2 separate regions of the Pan troglodytes genome follow, and region 2 is linked to region 1. The links are chromatin contacts, called in public Hi-C maps. All regions are on one chromosome and are shown on one strand. The core of a region is the stretch at or near the end of the contact, and the rest is flanking DNA. Distances in the headings are between cores, read along the strand shown.

Region 1 (5,653 bases), core at 46-2,545:
GTGTTACAATTGCCTACAGTATTCAGTAGAGTAACATGCCGTACAGGTTTGTGGCCTAGGAGCAATAGGCTATACCATACAGCTTAGGTGGGTAGTAAGCTATACCATGCAGGCTTGTGTGAGTGTGCTCTATGATATTCACATGACAAAAAACAAACAACAAAACCCCCATTGAAATATTTCTCAGAAAGTATCCCCGTCCTTAAGTGATGCATGACTGTGCTGCCTCCACAGTATATATTCAAAGGTGACCTTCATTGCGTAGATTCACACACACAAAAAAGCCATGTGAAAATACCCTGCCCCTAGATTCAGGAATCTTCTGGACACACTCTTGTTTACAATTTAAATTATTTCCAAAAATTGATACATCTGTTGATTAAATACAAGTTATTTGTGCGGCAGGAGAATAGGGTCTGGAAGCAGGGAACTTAGGACTGATTTGTGCTGACGGGATATCAGTTGAAAGACTACTCCCCTTTCAGCCCCTCCTTTTTCTGCATGGCAGTTGCTGCCTGGCAGTTGCAAGCCCTTCTTTTTCTGTGTGGCAGCTGAAAAATGAAAGTGCCTCAGATTGGTCCCCTTCCTCAACCAATCAGACTTGTGGCAGACCAATGGGAAACCTCTAGAAGGTATTTAAACCCCAGAAAATTCTGCAACCTGTGCTTTTGAGCAGCTTGCCACAGCCTGCTCCCACGCAGTGTAGTAGTGTACTTTTATTTAAAATAAATCTCTGCTTTCACTGCTTTGCTTTATTTGTGTGTTTTGTCCAATTATTTGTTCAAAACGCCAAGGACCTAGCCAACTACCCTCAACTGGTAACAGCTGCACACACATATCAAGGCACACCAGCTTCACCCTGCCTGGAGCTTCTTCCCATGCCTAGTTTTCTCTTACAATTCCGGTCTCTGCTCAATTATCACTTCTAAAAGAGAACTTTATAGAGACCACCATGTGTAAAACAGCTTTTCTACATGCCCCCGCCAGCTAATTTTTATTAGAGTACTTATATTATTTGAAATAATATTTTTACATGCCTCCCTCCCCTGGAAAATGAGCTGAGTGAGGGATATTGTTGGAGTATCCCCAATACCAGGCATACAGTAGGCATTCAATAAATAGTTTTTGAATGATTACATTGTCTACGGAATTCTAACATGTGTGGGTGAAACAAAGACTCTCACATGCTGTGAGAAGAAAACAAAAACTGGGTTGGCAGAGGCCTTGAATATGAGGAAGTGGCCTTTCCGGATAAAGAAACTAAGACTCGGCCGGGCGTGGTGGCTCAGGCCTGTAATCTCAGCACTTTGGGAGGCCGAGGCGGACGGATCACCTGAGATCAGGAGTTCGAGACCAGCCTGGCCAACACGGCGAAACCCCGTCTCTACTAAAAATACAAAAAAAAAAAAAAAAAAAAAAAAATTAGCCGGGCGTGGTGGCGGAGGCCTGTAATTCCAGCTGTTCGGGAGGCTGAGGCAGGAGAATCGCTTGAACCCGGGAGGAAGAAAGAAAGAAAGAAACAGGGAATGAGGGAAGGAGGGAAAGAGGGAAAGAAGAAAAGAAAGGAAAGAGAAGAGGGGCGGGGCAGGGCAGGGCAGGGCAAAAAAAGACTCAATGAAGGAAAGGACTTGCCCAAGGTAATCTAGTACGTGGAAAAGCGGAAGGCAGGAGCCTGTGCCGCGCAAGAGCTCCGGGGAGCCAACACCCAGCGGCCCTTTTGAGAGGGTCCCAGCCCCTGAGATGCGGGTGCCCGCAAGAGGGAACCTCTTGTCTGAAGAGGTTGCTGCGCTCTGGAGTCGTGCTCTGGGACAGATGGGCAAGCTCCGCTCTTGGGGCCGGAATGCGACGGGCCGGGAGCGTGTAGCGTCTCCACCCGGGCTCCAATCCCCAGCCTCGCACTCAGCACCAGGCAGAGTTCAGCCTCCCGCCGCAAGCTCCCTTCCGCCGCTCCCGGCGAGCACGCAGGTCTGGCTGTTCGTTGGGCTAGGGCTTAAAAGCCCAACACGGGCGAAAAAGACGCGGTCTCAGTTAACGGGGACGCTTTAGAGAAACGCACTCGCCTCTCCTGTTCCGGTTGGGTCGGCGCCGGCTTCTCAGGCGCCACGTGGGATTCGGCCCGGGTGCTCTTGTGAGTTGCTGCTCCTGCGGTTGGTGAGATTACCTGGGTCTAGAGTGCGGAGCTGCTCCGTGGCCACGAGGACGTCACCATGGTGGGCCCCCTCCTGCTCCCCCGAACCGCTCGGTTGGTTCCCCGGAAGGCTCTTGTTGAGCAGGCAGAGAGGGAGGGTGCGGTTTCGGGAACCTAGGAGAGGGGAAGATGCAAAGTGTTTATTTTCAGGGAGTGTGCGGGGTGCGGGGCGAAGCCTCTGGGAGGCGAGTCCCAGGCCCAACGCCTGGACCTTAGAGTTCCGCGTCCGAGTGCTGAAGTGCTCACATGTCGCCTTGCTCCTCTTTGCCTTGTGCCTAACTTCTCGCTAGTCACTGCTTCCTGGGGGGAAACCCGGCACCTTTCCATTGTAACGCATCGAGGAGTTTGGCAAAACTTCTGAGATCGCTGGCCCTACACACCTCTGCCTCTCTGGCCTAGGTAGACTCAGTATGGGCTTAGTCGCCTCTTCCTCGGCGTCCGTTCACCTCTCGTTAGTGCCCTGAATCCTGCCGTTACGCCCCCATTCCCTCCAGGGCACTGAAGCAGTTTTGTTGTTTTTATTAAAAACTGAGTAGATACAAAAGAGTGTTACTAAAGCACATTTCAAGTGTAAAGATTAGCAGTTTCAGGAAGTCTCGTTTACCCATTATGTAGTTTTAAGAAATAAAACATAGCCTTTGAAAGCCCTGTGTTACCTTCTTTGAACGCCCTGTGTTACCTTCTTTTTGAACCTATAACTTTCAGGAAACCTTAAGAAGCAAACATCTAAGTTTTGTATTTATAATTTCACTACTTTTCTTTATAGTTACTACACATATTTGTATTCTGAAACAATATGTTGTTTCTTCTTGCCTATTTTTTACGTAATCGTTGTGTTCTTGAGAGTAATTCTTGCATAGAAACATGCTTTATAAATTTTTTCAATTAATTTTTAATAAAAGCAAAAAATTTTAAAAGTTTATAATCTGGTCAAAAGTTATGATATTGTGTCCACAATGTGGCCTCTTTGTTTCTTTTCATTTTTTTCTCTTTTCATTGTATACCATTTTTGTCTTACAGTCTGGTTCTTTCGTTGTTTCGCGAGTTTTTTGTGCTTTATTTTGATCCACCGCTGACGCATATTTTGTACTTTAGATTGTACGCATTTGTGTAAATTCAGTGTTTGCTTGTCACTTTGCTTGTGGGATTTCCAACTCTTTATAGTGTTAGTTTTTTTCCCCTTTTCAGAGTGGAATATGAAAGCAATTACATCTCATTGTGTTTGAGTGATTGGGGAGATAGATTGGTATTTGACTGTAGTTGTCCTTGACTATCAGAGCTTCACTTCTTATCAGGCTGTATAGTAGAAGTATGTTGCTTTGGCATAGAAGTCAAAAGAGTGGCATATGAACCTGTTTTCATTGGCTCATTTCTGGCTCTGTCGTTTTTTTTTTGATACAACCTCATTAGTGGTTTTGCTGCATCCTCTTTCAGTACAGCTCAGAATGTGGTCCCAAAGGACAGAGTTGGGCACCTGTCTTTCCCTGAGTTGCCATCTTGGCAAAATTAGTTAACCTCCCATCTGTTTAATTGGGATAACAATAGTACCTACCTCATAGAGTTGTGGAAATTAAATGTAAAGTGCTTAGTCTAGTGCCTGGCACTTAGTAAATGTTATCGTTATTAACTTTAGTTATATAAATAAATAGTAACAGTGTACAGCTTATAGTTGTTCATCCTTGTTACTTTGCTCATTAATGTTCTCTTATTGTAAATCTTTGCTGGAGCTCAGCAAGTTCATATCTTTATATCAAAATTTAGTTTACCTGTTATATATAAATAATCTTTTCAAATTAATCCATTCCACTCAACACTTCTTTATGCTGCATTAAAAGGTTTTTAGTGTTTATTATTTTTTATTTTTTTTTGAGACGGTGTTTCGCTCTTGTTGCCCAGGGTGGAGTCCAGTGGCATGATCGCGGCTCATTGCAACCTCCGCCTCCTGGATTCAAGTGATTCTCCTGCCTCAGCCTCCCGAGTAGCTGGGGTTACAGGTGCCAGCCACCACACCCAGCTAATTTTTGTATGTTTAGTAGAGACAGGGTTTCACCACATTGGCCAGGCTGGTCTCGAACTCCTGACCTCAAATGAGACAGGGTTTCACCACACTGGCCAGGCTGGTCTCGAACTCCTGACCTCAAATGATCCACCCGCCTTGGCCTCCCAAAGTGCTGTGATTACAGGTGTGGGCCACCGCGGCCAGCCAGGATTTTAGTATTTTTAAGTGTGGCTCATACAATACTACTAGGCACCCATGGGTATACTCCTTTTTGTATAAACCTGTCATAGAGCTTGTGTGTGCTTCTTTCCCTCCCTAGCTAGACTATATACCGTTGAAAAGTGTGCCATCATCCTCCCTGCATTTATCCATGCACATTACTGTGGGGCATTAGCTGTTACTGACTACCTTAATGGTAGAGATTGTGTGTTTTGGGGACTACATCTATAAATGTGAGCTACAACAACAAATCAGCTTAATAAATCTCATAGAGATTATCTGTTAGTGAAAACTTGCTCCTGAAAGTTAGTAAAACTAAAGAAAAACATTAATGGAAATCTACCTAGTATACCAATCTTTTTGAGACAATATTACTTGTACATGGTTTAAAACACTAAAAAATGGTTGCTCATAAAAATTGTATTAGTTTCTTATTAACTGCCATAGTAAAGTGATATGCATTTAGTGGCTTAAAGCAACACATTCATTTCCTGAAACCTCTGGAGGTCAGAAGTTCAAAAATGAGTCTTAACTGAGATAAAATTAAGGTGTTTGTCAGGGCTGTCTTTCTTTAAGGGGCTCTAATGAATTTTTCCGTTTCTAGAGGTCATCTCCATTCTTTGGCTCCTTCCGTCTTCAAATCCAGCAGCACGGCATCTTTAAATTTTCCTCCAGAGAAGGTTACATTTTCTCTGACAGTGATCCTCCTGCCTTCCTCCTACATGGACCTTTAGGATTATGTTGGGCCCACCTGGATAATTTTCCCCATCTCAAGATCTTAATCACATCTGCAAATCCTTTTTGTCATATATGGTAATATATTCCCAGGTTCTGGAGGAATCAGGGCGTGGATATCTTTTGGTTGGAGGAGGGCAGAGCATTATTGCGTCTGCCACAAAAAGACTTTTTCCAGCTCTCTTGCCTAATGCCCTGGTTCACTTGAGAAACAGCCACTGTTAACAGTTTCTTAGCTATCGATTCAGATACTTTATATGTATGTACCAGCATATATGTATGTTCCCTAACCTCTCTTTTTACATAAATGGTATACTGGACACCTTAGTCCCTTTGCTTTTTTGTCTTACCTGATCTTATAGATCTATGTAAGTACATATAGATCCACTTCTTGCTTTTTAAACAGTGAATATTCCATTGTTTGCTTCTGTAACTTACTTAACCCGATCTGTGATAGACCTTTAAATTGTTTACATTCTTTTGCTACCACAGACATTGCAATACTGCTGCAT
Region 2 (5,350 bases), core at 2,193-4,692, 520 kb after region 1:
GATACTATTATGAGCAACTACACACCAATAACTTAGAAAACCTAAAATAAATTCCTGTACACATACAACTACGAAGATTGAACCCTGAAAAAAGAGAAAACCTCAAAAAATCAATTAAGAAATAATCAAATTGAGCCATAATAACAAGTCTCTCACTAAATAAAAGTCCAGGACCTGATAACTTCCCTGATGAATTTTACCAAGCATTTAAAAAAGTAATGCAAATTCTACTCAAACTGTTTTAAAAATTAAAGAGGAGGAAATATTTCTAAGCTCATCTCACAAGGACAACATTACCCTGATACCAAAAGCAGATGAAGATACAATAAAGAAATAAAACTAAGGGTCAATATCATTGATTAACCTAGATGCAAAGTTCTCAACAAAATACTACCAAACTGAAATCAACAACATGTTAAAAAATCATTCACCATGATCAAGTGGGATTCATCCAGAAATGCAAGGATGGTTTAACTTATACAAATCCATAAACGTGATACATCACATTAACAGAATCAAGAAAAATCAAACCATGTGATTATTGCAATAGATGCTGAAAAGCATTTGACAAAATTCAACATCCCTTAATGGTAAAGAAAAAAAAAGCCCTCATTCAATGGGTACAGAAGGAATATATCTCAAAATAAAAAAGTCCATATATAACAGCTACCATCATACTGAATGGAGAAAAACTGAAAGACTTCCTTTTAAGGTTGGAAAAATACAAGGATGTCTATGTTTACCACTTCTATTCAACAAATATTGAAAGTACTGGACAGAGCAATTAGGCAAGAGAAAAAGATAATGAACATCTGAATTAGAAAAAAAGGAGTCAAATTATCCTTGTTTGAGTATATTATTTTAGCTTTAGAAAAACCTAAAGACTCCATCAAAAAACTCTTTTTTTTTTTTTTTTTAGGTGGAGTCTCATTCTGTCATGCAGGCTGGAGTGCAGTGGCGCAATCTCGGCTCACTGCAACCTCTGCCTCCCAGGTTCAAGCGATTCTCCTGCCTCAGCCTCCCAAGTAGCTGGGACTACAGGAGCATGCCACCACGCTCAGCGTTTTTTTTTTTGTTTGTTTTTTTGTCTTTTGTTTTTGTATTTTTAGTAGAGATGGGGTTTCACCACGTTAGCCAGGATGGTCTCAATCTCTTGACCTCGTGATCCGCCAGCCTCGGCCTCCCAAAGTGCTGGGATTACAGGAGTGAGCCACTGTGCCCGGCCAAAAACTCTTAAAACTGATAAACAAATTCAGTAAAGTTGCAGTATACAAAATAAACAATAAAATCAGAAACATTTCTATATTGCAGTGGCAATCAATCAGGAAAAGATACATATATCCCATTTATATTACCTACAGACAAAATAAAATACCTAGAAATAAACTTAAAGAAATGAAACACCTATACAAGGTAAATTATAAAACATTAATGAAAGAAACTTAAGACACAAAAATATGAAAAGATATTTCATGCTCATGATTTAGAAGAACTAATATTTTTAAAATGATAATACTACCCAAAGCAATCTACAGATTAAATGCAGTCCCCATCAGAATACCAATGTTATCATTCACAGAAATAGAAAAAATAATCCTAAAATTTATATCAAGCACAAAAGACACCAAATAGCCAAAGCAATCTAGAGCAAAAATAACAAACTTGGAAACATCATACTATCTGCCTTCAAAATTTACTACAAAGCTGTAGTAAACACAGCATGATACTGGCATAAAAACAGACACATAGACCAATAGAACAGAATGGAAAACCCAGATATAAATCCACAAATTTACAGCCAACTCATTTTTAACAAAGTTGCCAAAAATATGCAATGGTGAAAGCAAAGTCTCTTCAATAAATGATGCTAATAAAAACCTGGATAATGACATGCAGGAAAATAAAACTAGACCCTTATTCTCGAACCATGCCCCAAATTCAAATAAAAATGGATGGAAGATTTAAATCTAAAATCTGAAACTATGAAGCTACTAGAAAAAAAAATCTTTGGGAACAGACTCCTGGACATTGGTGTGGGCAAAGATATTTTGTGTAAGACCTCGAAAGCACAGACAATAAAACCAAAAATTGACAAATGAGATCATATCAAGCTAAAAAGCTTCTGCACAGCAAAGGATACAGTCAACAAACTGAAGAGACAACCCGCAGATGTTAAGAAAATGTTTTCAAACTATATACCTGACAAGTTGTTAATAATCAGAATATATGAAAAGCTCAAACAACTCAACAGACAAAAAAGTAATTCAATTAAAAACTGGGCAAAAGATCTGAACACACATTTCTGCAAAAGAAACATATACATGGCCAATAGGTATATTTAAAAAAGCTCAACATCAATAACCATCAGAGAAACACAAGTGAGAATGAAAATGAGATACAAATATCATCTCATCCCAGTTACAATGGCTTATATCAAAGAGACAGTTAATAACAGATGCTGGCAAGATGTGGTGAATGGAAAACACTTGTACACTGTTGGTGAGAATGTAAATTAGTACAGCCATTACAGAGTCAGTATGAAGTTTCCCCCAAAAAACTAAGAATAGCACCTTCAATAGGAACCAAAAAGTCATGTGAGGTATCACAGTAACTGGTTTGAACATAATATCGAGGAAAGAGGTATTAAAGAGAGTAGGTAAGACACTCTTGCATTGCCTACACCTCACCTACCCTAACTCCAGGCAGCACAGATGGGGAGGAAATGTGTTTTGTGGGGACGGAGAGCAAAGTGAGTGTGGAGAACTATATTGGAACTCACTTCTGCCTTGTCACAGCAGAACACAGCACAGGGCAGAATTCTAAGAGTGCTCACGGAGGGAGCACATCTAGACCAGCCCTGGGCCAGAGGGAAATTTCTTACACCAGCAGGAAAAACCTGAGTCGTAGCTAGCTTCACCACTAGCTGACGAAATTGGCCTGGGTCCCAGAATAAATTTAAGTGGCAGTCAGGACACAAGGATCACAGTCCTAGGGCAAGTCCTGTTGCTGCACTGGTTTTGTAGGCAGGGAACTTGGGGTGCAACACCAACTGTGGTGTCCAAATGAATGCCAGTGTCACCCCTCCTACAACTCCAGGCACTGTAGCCTCAGTAAAGATTCCTTCTGCTTGACAGAAGGTGAGTACAGAGTACAGAAGACTGTATCTTGCAACTTGGGTGCCACCTGAGCCTAAGTAAAATGAAGCATCAGGAAGATTCCTGAAACCCCAGATTCCAGGTCTTTGCTCCTGGATGGTGCTTATAGATCTACCTTTGGTCCGAAGGGATTCCACTGCCTTGATAAGAAAGACCCGGCTGAATTAACCATCTGCTGACTAAAGTGGTCTTGGGCTTCGAGTAAATAGCAGTAGCAGTAGCAGCAGCAGCAGCAGCAGCAGCAGCAGCAGCAGCAGCAGCAGCAGCAGCAGCAGCAGCAGCCAGGCAATTGTGGCCACAGGCTTTGGGTGAGTCCCAGTATTTTGCTGCTCTGTAAAAATTTGGATGTGACCCTGAACAGTGCCAGCTATGGTGGATATGAGAGTGTCCACATCATCCCTTTCCCCAATTTCAGATAGCCCAGGGCCAAGAGAGACTCCTTTTGATTGCGGAAAAGAAAGTGAGAGACTTTGCCTGGTGACCCAGGGAATTCTCCCTTATCTTACCCAAGTTCACCAAGGCAGTGTCTATAGGAGGCGACAGGATTTGCACCATTCCTGAGCTTATGGAGCCCCCTAGTGCTGAAACAGTTGCCGTGACCACAGGCTTTGGTCACAATACTCACTCCCCTTGGAATTTGTAAAAAGCCCTCTCAAGGGTGCATATAAACAAGCCCAGACTGAAGATTAGTTTAAATATATAAGTCTTCCATGCCCAGACATCAGTGAATGCCCTCAAGCACCAAGAACACTCAGGAAAACATGACCTCACCAAACACACAAAAGAAGGCACTAGCAACCAATACTGAAGTGATGGAGATATGTGATCTTTCAGACAGGGGATTCAAAATTGTTGTATTGAGGAAGTTCGATAAATTTCAAGATAACACAAAGAAGGAATTAAAAATTCTATCACAAAAATTTAACAAAGTGATTGAAATCATTAAAAAACTCAAGCAGGCATTCTGGAGCTTAGAAATACAATTGAGAAACATAAAACTGCATCAGAGTCGCTCAACTGCAGCACTGATCAAGCAAGAAAGAATTAATGAGCTCAAAGATAGGTTATATCAATATACACAATTAGAGGAGAAAAAAGAAAAAAGGATAAAAGGAGAATAAAGAATGCCTAAAAAAATCTAGAAAATAGCCTCAAAAGGACAAATATAGGCGTTACTGGCCTTAAGGAGGATGGAAAGAGAAAGTTTATTCAAAGAAATAATAACAGAAAATCTTCTAAAACTTGGGAAAGATATGAGTAGCCAAGTACAAGAAGATTTTTAAAATCCAATAAATTTAACCCAAATAAGACTAACTCAAGGCATGTAATAAACTCTCAAAGGTCAAGGATACAGAAAGGATCCTAAAAGCAGCAAGAAAAAAGAAGCAAATAACATATAAAGGAGTTCTGATGTTTCTAGCAGCAGCAACTGTGCAGGTCACCAGGAAGTGAGATGACAAAGTCAAAGTGCTGATGGAAAAAAAAATCTTTCAACCTAGAATATTATATTAATCAAAGTTATCCTTCAAACACAAACTAGAAATAAAGACTTTCCTATACAAACAAAAGCTGAGGAATTTGTCAACACCAGACTTGCCTTAAAAGACATGCTAAAGGGAGTCCGGGTGTGGTGGCTCACACCTGTAATTCCAGCACTTTGGGAGGCCAAGGCAGGTGGATCAGGATGCGGGTGGATCATGATGCAGGTGGATCAAGAGATCAAAACCATCCTGGTCAAAATGCTGAAACCCCATCTCTACTAAAAATACAAAAAAAAAAAAAATTAGCTGGGCATGGTGATGCACCTCTGTACTCCCAGCTACTTGGGAGGCTGAGGCAGGAGAATTGTTTGAACCCAGGAGGCAGAGGTTGCAGTGAGCCGAGATCGCATCACTGCACTCCAGCCTGGAGATAGAGTGACACTGCATCTCAAAAAAAAAAAAGTAAAGAGAGAAAGCAGAAAGTCAAAAAAATGAGGACAGGGTGGAATAAAAAAGTGTAGAGGTTTTTAGTTTTCTCTTTGTTTGCTTTTGTCCCTTTCTTTGTAATTAGAGTCAAACTAGTTTGTATAAAATGTTATTTGCAAGCCTTATGGTGACCATAAAACAAAAACTTATAATAGATACATAAAAATAAAAAGCAAGAAATAACAACATATTACAGGAGAAAAACACTTTTACATAAAAGAAGACAGG

What was found. A called contact is a pair of places that touch in the nucleus more often than the background predicts.
Region 2: a contact with region 1 is called in a Hi-C map of induced pluripotent stem cells, with 2.2 times the contacts expected there. The contact joins the enhancer-like site here to the promoter of TMA16 in region 1. A contact is called at or near these places in 3 of 7 Hi-C or Micro-C datasets (induced pluripotent stem cells and stem cell-derived neural progenitor cells) and 1 of 1 datasets of contacts at active chromatin or transcription factors (stem cell-derived excitatory neurons).

What each region holds. Positions count from the first base shown.
Region 1 is chr3:165,210,569-165,216,221 of NHGRI_mPanTro3-v2.0_pri, forward strand. TMA16 (translation machinery associated 16 homolog) reads left to right here and starts at 1,296. Exons shown (of 7, transcript XM_001138474.7): 1 at 1,296-2,210. The coding sequence starts at 2,208.
Region 2 is chr3:165,727,004-165,732,353 of NHGRI_mPanTro3-v2.0_pri, forward strand. All of the region lies in intron 2 of MARCHF1 (membrane associated ring-CH-type finger 1), which reads right to left. Among named protein-coding and RNA genes, the nearest start is that of MARCHF1, 360 kb to the right of the region's middle. Within about 2 kb of position 3,443, at least 1 of the 24 cell types and tissues checked has an H3K27ac peak or open chromatin away from gene starts, as enhancers often do. A contact at or near this core is called in induced pluripotent stem cells, where this site is marked.